Linked DNA regions of Sus scrofa: region 2 is linked to region 1. The links are chromatin contacts, called in public targeted proximity ligation maps. All regions are on one chromosome and are shown on one strand. The core of a region is the stretch at or near the end of the contact, and the rest is flanking DNA. Distances in the headings are between cores, read along the strand shown. Region 1 holds the start of MYBL1 (myb-related protein A). Region 2 overlaps C4H8orf46.

Evidence for each region.
Region 2: a targeted proximity ligation map of skeletal muscle shows a contact between it and region 1. A contact is called at or near these places in 1 of 5 promoter capture datasets (liver), 19 of 47 Hi-C or Micro-C datasets (alveolar macrophages, brain, embryonic fibroblasts and 9 more) and 2 of 2 datasets of targeted methods (alveolar macrophages and skeletal muscle).

The regions. Positions count from the first base shown.
Region 1 is chr4:68,118,703-68,121,402 of Sscrofa11.1, reverse strand. It overlaps MYBL1 (myb-related protein A), which reads right to left and starts at 1,325. Exons shown (of 16, transcript XM_021089286.1): 1 at 890-1,325. The coding sequence starts at 909. LOC106510063 (a long non-coding RNA gene) reads left to right here and starts at 1,622. Exons shown (of 2, transcript XR_001308193.2): 1 at 1,622-1,962; 2 at 2,050-2,366.
Region 2 is chr4:68,200,543-68,203,382 of Sscrofa11.1, reverse strand. C4H8orf46 reads left to right here. Exons shown (of 6, transcript XM_003125610.4): 6 at 1-1,167. Among named protein-coding and RNA genes, the nearest start is that of C4H8orf46, 23 kb to the left of the region's middle.

The sequences.
Region 1 (2,700 bases), core at 76-2,575:
ACTTCTCTTCATGTTTATTTAATAATCCTGACAAAAAGGGCCCTAGTTTTTTGTCATCTAAGTGATTACTACACACAATTTAGGAGTAGCTACTGTAGTGACATATTAACAAAGATGACATGCATAAGTTCAATCTAGCAAGTTTCCAACAAAAGCCATGTCCTGTCTCTGTGCAACACTTCCGTAGACACACAAAATATTAAGTGAATCAAACACATTGTTTTATTTTAAGATCAAGCTACTGGCGGTAACAGTGTGACATCTCCCAGTAGAGGATATTAAATACATATATATATATATATATATACACATAACACTAAAACCATGAGGATGGTAATTACAGAAAACATCAAAAAGAGCCTCTCTACTCATGATTCCTCAGAGGATTTCCATACCTTTCAAGGTGGCAGAGATGGCCGAGGGGTCCCCACCTATATTTAACACAAGAGTTCCTATTTTTAACAGGTCCAGTAATTCAGAGAAAAAGAGGCCCTCTGAATGCCACTTTGAGGTCGTCCGGCCAGGTCAGTACCCCAGCCTCACCAGAGGAGCGGACTCCCTGAAAGCACACAGACTTACCTGCCAAGAAACTCCCACCAAGAACTTGCCGCGAGAGATTGTGGGTCCGGACGTGCGCTGGGGGGGGAGAAGGGACTCAAGGAAGCAACCCGGGCATCTGTTGCTCACTTCGTGAGTCTTAAACACACCGGTCCCCGACTCTCCACACGTCACAGCTGCGCTCCGGCCAGCGTGCCGAAGCGGCTGTGGAGCAGCGGGCAGGATAACCTCGGCCCGGGCTAGGCAGGGCCTGGTGGGGAAGCGGCGGGAAAGGCAGGATGATCTGAGCCGAGACTGTGCCGACAGGCCTGGAGAAGGGGATGTCACCCACCTGCGCGACCTCTTCGCCATCCTTCAAGTACCGCATAGGCGCAGGCTGGGCGGGGACGCAGTTCAGCCTCCTCCAGCCTCAGGCGAATGCTCCTTCTCCCCAACCCTCCCGCCGCTTCACTCGCTCACGCTCCGAGGCGACCGAGTGCGGAACTCAAGTTCCCGGCAGAGCAGGACGGAGGGGCGGACCGAGACCCGCCCCCGGCCCGCAGCGCCGCTCCTAGCCCCGGCCTGGCCCGGTCAGGGATACCCCCAACATGTCAGCAGGCGCGCTCCTGCCCTCCGCTGGCCGCTCCCCCTGCCTCTCAACCTCCTTGCCGCGGTCCCAGCGCGGCTCCGCCGCGGGAGCCGACCCCCGCCCTCTCCCCGCAGCGAGCCGCTCTGCAGGGCTCGCAGCCTCCTGCAGGGTTTTGTCCGCACCGCCGAATCTCGCGCCCAGCCTCCCTCAAGAGCCGCCGTTTGAATCTGCGCACGCGGCCCGGAACCTCATTGGCTGTGGCGGCGGCACGCGGGGGAACGAGGGCGGGGCCGGGAGAGCGCGCGCGACTGAGGGCGGGGCTGGGGAGCTGGAAGCCGGGACTGGAACTCGCGGGAGCGGGGGAAGGAGCTGGGAGCGAGGGGGTGGGGCCGCAGGCGGGGCTCGCGGGTCTAGCTATGACAGGACCCGGAGCGCGCCCAGCGCCGCACCGCGAGGGGGCGGGGCGCCGAAGGCCGCGCGGGGCCTACTGGGAAAGCAAGTTCCAGGCTCGCGGAGAGGCTATCTGGCCGGAAACGCGGCCTGAGCCCAAATTTAACGGGATGCGGCACTGTTGTCCCTGGGGGTTGAGCTGTCCTGTCAGGGATTGTCCCCGCACCCTTCTCTCGGCCACAGCTGCTCACTCCTGGGGTGCATCCCTCCTGTTAGGAGGCGCGGTCTTCGGATTTGAGACAAATCTAACTATAAAATTTGCGCGGCCGTTATTGTTTAAGCAAAAATGAGAGCTCTTTTGGCCCAAACTTGGTAGTCAAGATTCTGTAGCAGGAAACTGAACATCAAGACCGAGCAAGAGTGTGACAGGTGGAAAAAGTTTTCAGGTAGACACGTGCTTGGAATGGAAAAGGGAAAAAAACAGGGTCTGCGGCTGGTCTTCAAAGAGCTTAATCCACTACCCGGTTCTGCAGGAAATAACTGCGGTGCGCAGTGAAGGAGCCGTGATCCCGGAGAAGAATGCGGGAAGACAGGAATGGACTGGGAATTACGCGCAGATAACCGAGCGCGGTAGTCAACAGGAGAAGGTTATCTTCCTTCGCAGGAGAGAGGGGAGGAGTAAGGAACTGCTGGGGAGGAGCTTCTAGCAGTTACAAGTACGAACTGCTCAGTTTAACTCTTATTAAAGTAGATTAATTACAGTAATGATTAGAAATGCTAAAGGATCCAAATTTGCAAGGTAACATGCTCTACTGCATAGAGCACAAAACCACATGTTAATGTAACAAAACTTACATTTTGCTATTTTGAAATTTTACGCATCAATTTTTGCAAATCAAAGATGCAGGTGCAAATGTGAATTAAGAGGCGCTTGCATGTACTACTTTCAAAACTTAAAACACCTGCCTTTTAATACTTCCTTTTTCTCAAGTTAGGTTTCTGGGACGGTAAAACAGCTTTTCTTTCAAATCATTCTTTATTGTGTTGCTAATTCATTTAAAAAAAAAAAACCCTAATTTAGAAAGTAATGTCGTTTGAAAATAGTTTTCTTATATACTCCTAGGTCTTAATACTCTGCTTATTTACATCCTAAAAGGAAACCGTCTTTCTGCTATATTTAGGCT
Region 2 (2,840 bases), core at 188-2,687, 82 kb before region 1:
AATTATCAATTTCACATGGTTCAATCTAATGTATAATATTATACTTTCCCTCTTTCAATGGAAATGTCATCATTAATTCTATTGTCAAAATCAGTAGCCTGAAAATACCATGATAATGATAACTACCATTTATTAAAAGCCTACTATGTCTTGGGAGTGATACTGAGCACTTTACACGCATTATGCCAATCTTTCTATTCACTCTGAGTTAGGTGGCCTTCCCCCTTTACTAGACACATCTTCAAAGCAGTTAAATGGTTAGTCTGAAGGCACCTAACCCATACAGGTGTCTGGCTCCAATGCCTGTGTTCTGTCTACTCCTTCATACAAAATTTTCAGAACATAGAGACGAACCAAGGTTAGTAAATAATTTTCATCTCAAAGGCTAAACATAATTGATTGGCACACGCTGCCTAGAGTGCTGGGAAGCTGGAATCTGAAAGAAAGGAGTGCAGTGATCAACTGCCTGTGGAGCAGAGTAGTGGCCATATGCCTATCGTATATGTGTCACCGGTGGCCTCAACTCTGCCCTCAGAAGGCTTGTTTTCTAACTCAGAAGCTTAAACTAATCCAATCCACTTAACCAGCAACTCCATGGTAAAATGTAGTCTAAGACTAGGTTGGAAATTGCCTCTTCTTGGTACAAAGAGGACTTTGGCCACATTGCTGGCCTCAGACTCCAATGTTATTCCTATGCTGCTGCTCTGTGGCCACGTGGTTTTTTTGCCCTTTAAATTACCTGCTTCCATATCTCCAGGTGAAATAAATGTAAGAAGGCCTGGGGTGGGGGCAGAAAAGAGGCCACCTGGCTGGCCTCTGCTCCTCAGCCATTGTTTTAGACTCTGAACAGCCCACCCTTCCACTGGAATGTGATTTGGAGATCTGAGCATCAAGTTCTCTTTCAATGAGGGCCTAAAGTCCACAGTATAAAGGGGCCCAGGACAAAGGTGATTTCCACTGGACCTATTAGAGTATCCTATGACTATTTATCTTATTTACTTTAGAGCTAATGTCCTTCTATTTGTATATGGCAGCTGGGGGTCCATGTAGGATGGAGCTTATTTATTTTTTAATTTGATTATTTCATGATGAAGTGTTTGCCTTGTACAGAACATTTTAATTGGCCAATTCTAATAAAAATAAAGTATGCTTTGTTTGTGACATTAATCAGTCGCCACAGAGTATGCCTGCGGCTCCTTCACTGGATGCGAGAAGTCTTTCACACAGGGAAAGAATTATGCCTCTGGACCTCATTGCTTCTTTTCCTAAATGAAAAGGACTGTGAGAAAGAACCCAGCGTGTTCTTTCCATCCTCAGGCAACGTCTGGTTTTGATATTACAGGCCCTGCCCACAGTCACCGGGCCATTTCTGATGGGGCCTGGCCTGGCCCGACCGGTGCTCTCAGGGCTCGCCCTCCTCCCCATCACAAGCCCCAGGGGGCCCAGCGGCCGTCACTCTGTGCCCACCTCAGGGTCAGCCTCTCTGGAGACTGCCCCCGTGACTCACGTCACAGCCACTTGCAGAAGGACGCCAAGGCTGGCTGCAGACGACTGCCGGGGAATGACGGAGCCAGAGGCAACAGGGATTCCAAGACATTTAGGGTAATAAAATTGCCTCTGTTAGGACCAAGTCCAGTCACATATTTCAGTTCTTGCTTGTGTGCTCTCTGGAGCACCCTCCCCCACCCCCGCCTCTAGAGCAGGCAGGTGGGCAGCAGGCAGGGAAGGCAGCGGCAGCCAGAGCCCAATTTGAAAAGATGTCACGTGACGCGTTGCCTCTGACTCTAAATTGGCAGAGACCCAGGGACATGCAAGGAAAAACACAGACCAAAAACAACTCTCTTAAGGATTCACATTGTGTTTAGTTTTCAATTTCTGATAAGACCCTCAGCCTCTGCTGAAACATTTGTGGTGAAGGTGCTGCCACAGTGCAGGGGAGAGAGCAATTCTGCACACCAGGCCATGTGCCTAAAAAAATAAAATGGGGGGGGGGTGCTTGGGATGTGAGACAAGACTCATACCTATTAATAGCCTTTGTTGGGAGGGAGCACATAGGTTGGAAGAGGCATGTGCCGCCAAGGGAGGTGAACTGACCTAAAGAAGGACCAGATGTGTGACTCCATCACTGACGTGGCAGCTGCGCCTGTGCCAACCTGGTTCCAGCCCCTTGTTGGGTCTGTGGGTGCCAAGTATGGAGGCTCAGATCACCTAAGGTCATAGGCCCACTTAACACCCCCTCTGTTCCTGGAAGCCTTGTATGCCCCAAGCTCCAGGCCCCTAGGAACACAGGTTGCCACGAAGCTAAACTCCCTTCCCTGGAGGCAAAGAGCCAGGCCTTTGCCTGCTGGCCTAAGAGGTGCTTGTGCTTTTCCAGGAAGGACAGGGGGAGCTGGATCCAGCCCCAAACAGGGAGGGCTACCTGGAATGCTGGGCAAGTGCTGGCCAATGTTTCAGACTCCCATCTGCAGAAGATCAAGGTGAATTTTCTGCTCTTTGACCACCTGGGCCCCAGAGGTGGCCCCACTCAACACCAGGTTTTGCTCACAGACTCCATGGAACTGGGCATTCCACCCCATCCGGCAATTGTTGGGGGAGTAGGGGTAGAGGAGGAGTTAGATACAGCTATTTCTAAGAACAAGTGCTCCAAGCAATCACATTCTCTGGGTGACATCATAGAGGCAAAGCAAACAATGGGAATGGTTTCTTTGCTTCATGCAGGACTAGTTCTGGCCACAGTAAAACCATGGTGACAGCAGGCTTGTTCTCAGTTTCTCAGTGTCCGCCCACCCCACCCCTGCCATCTTGCTGGTCAGCATAAAACACCCTCTTTTCTCTGTTTC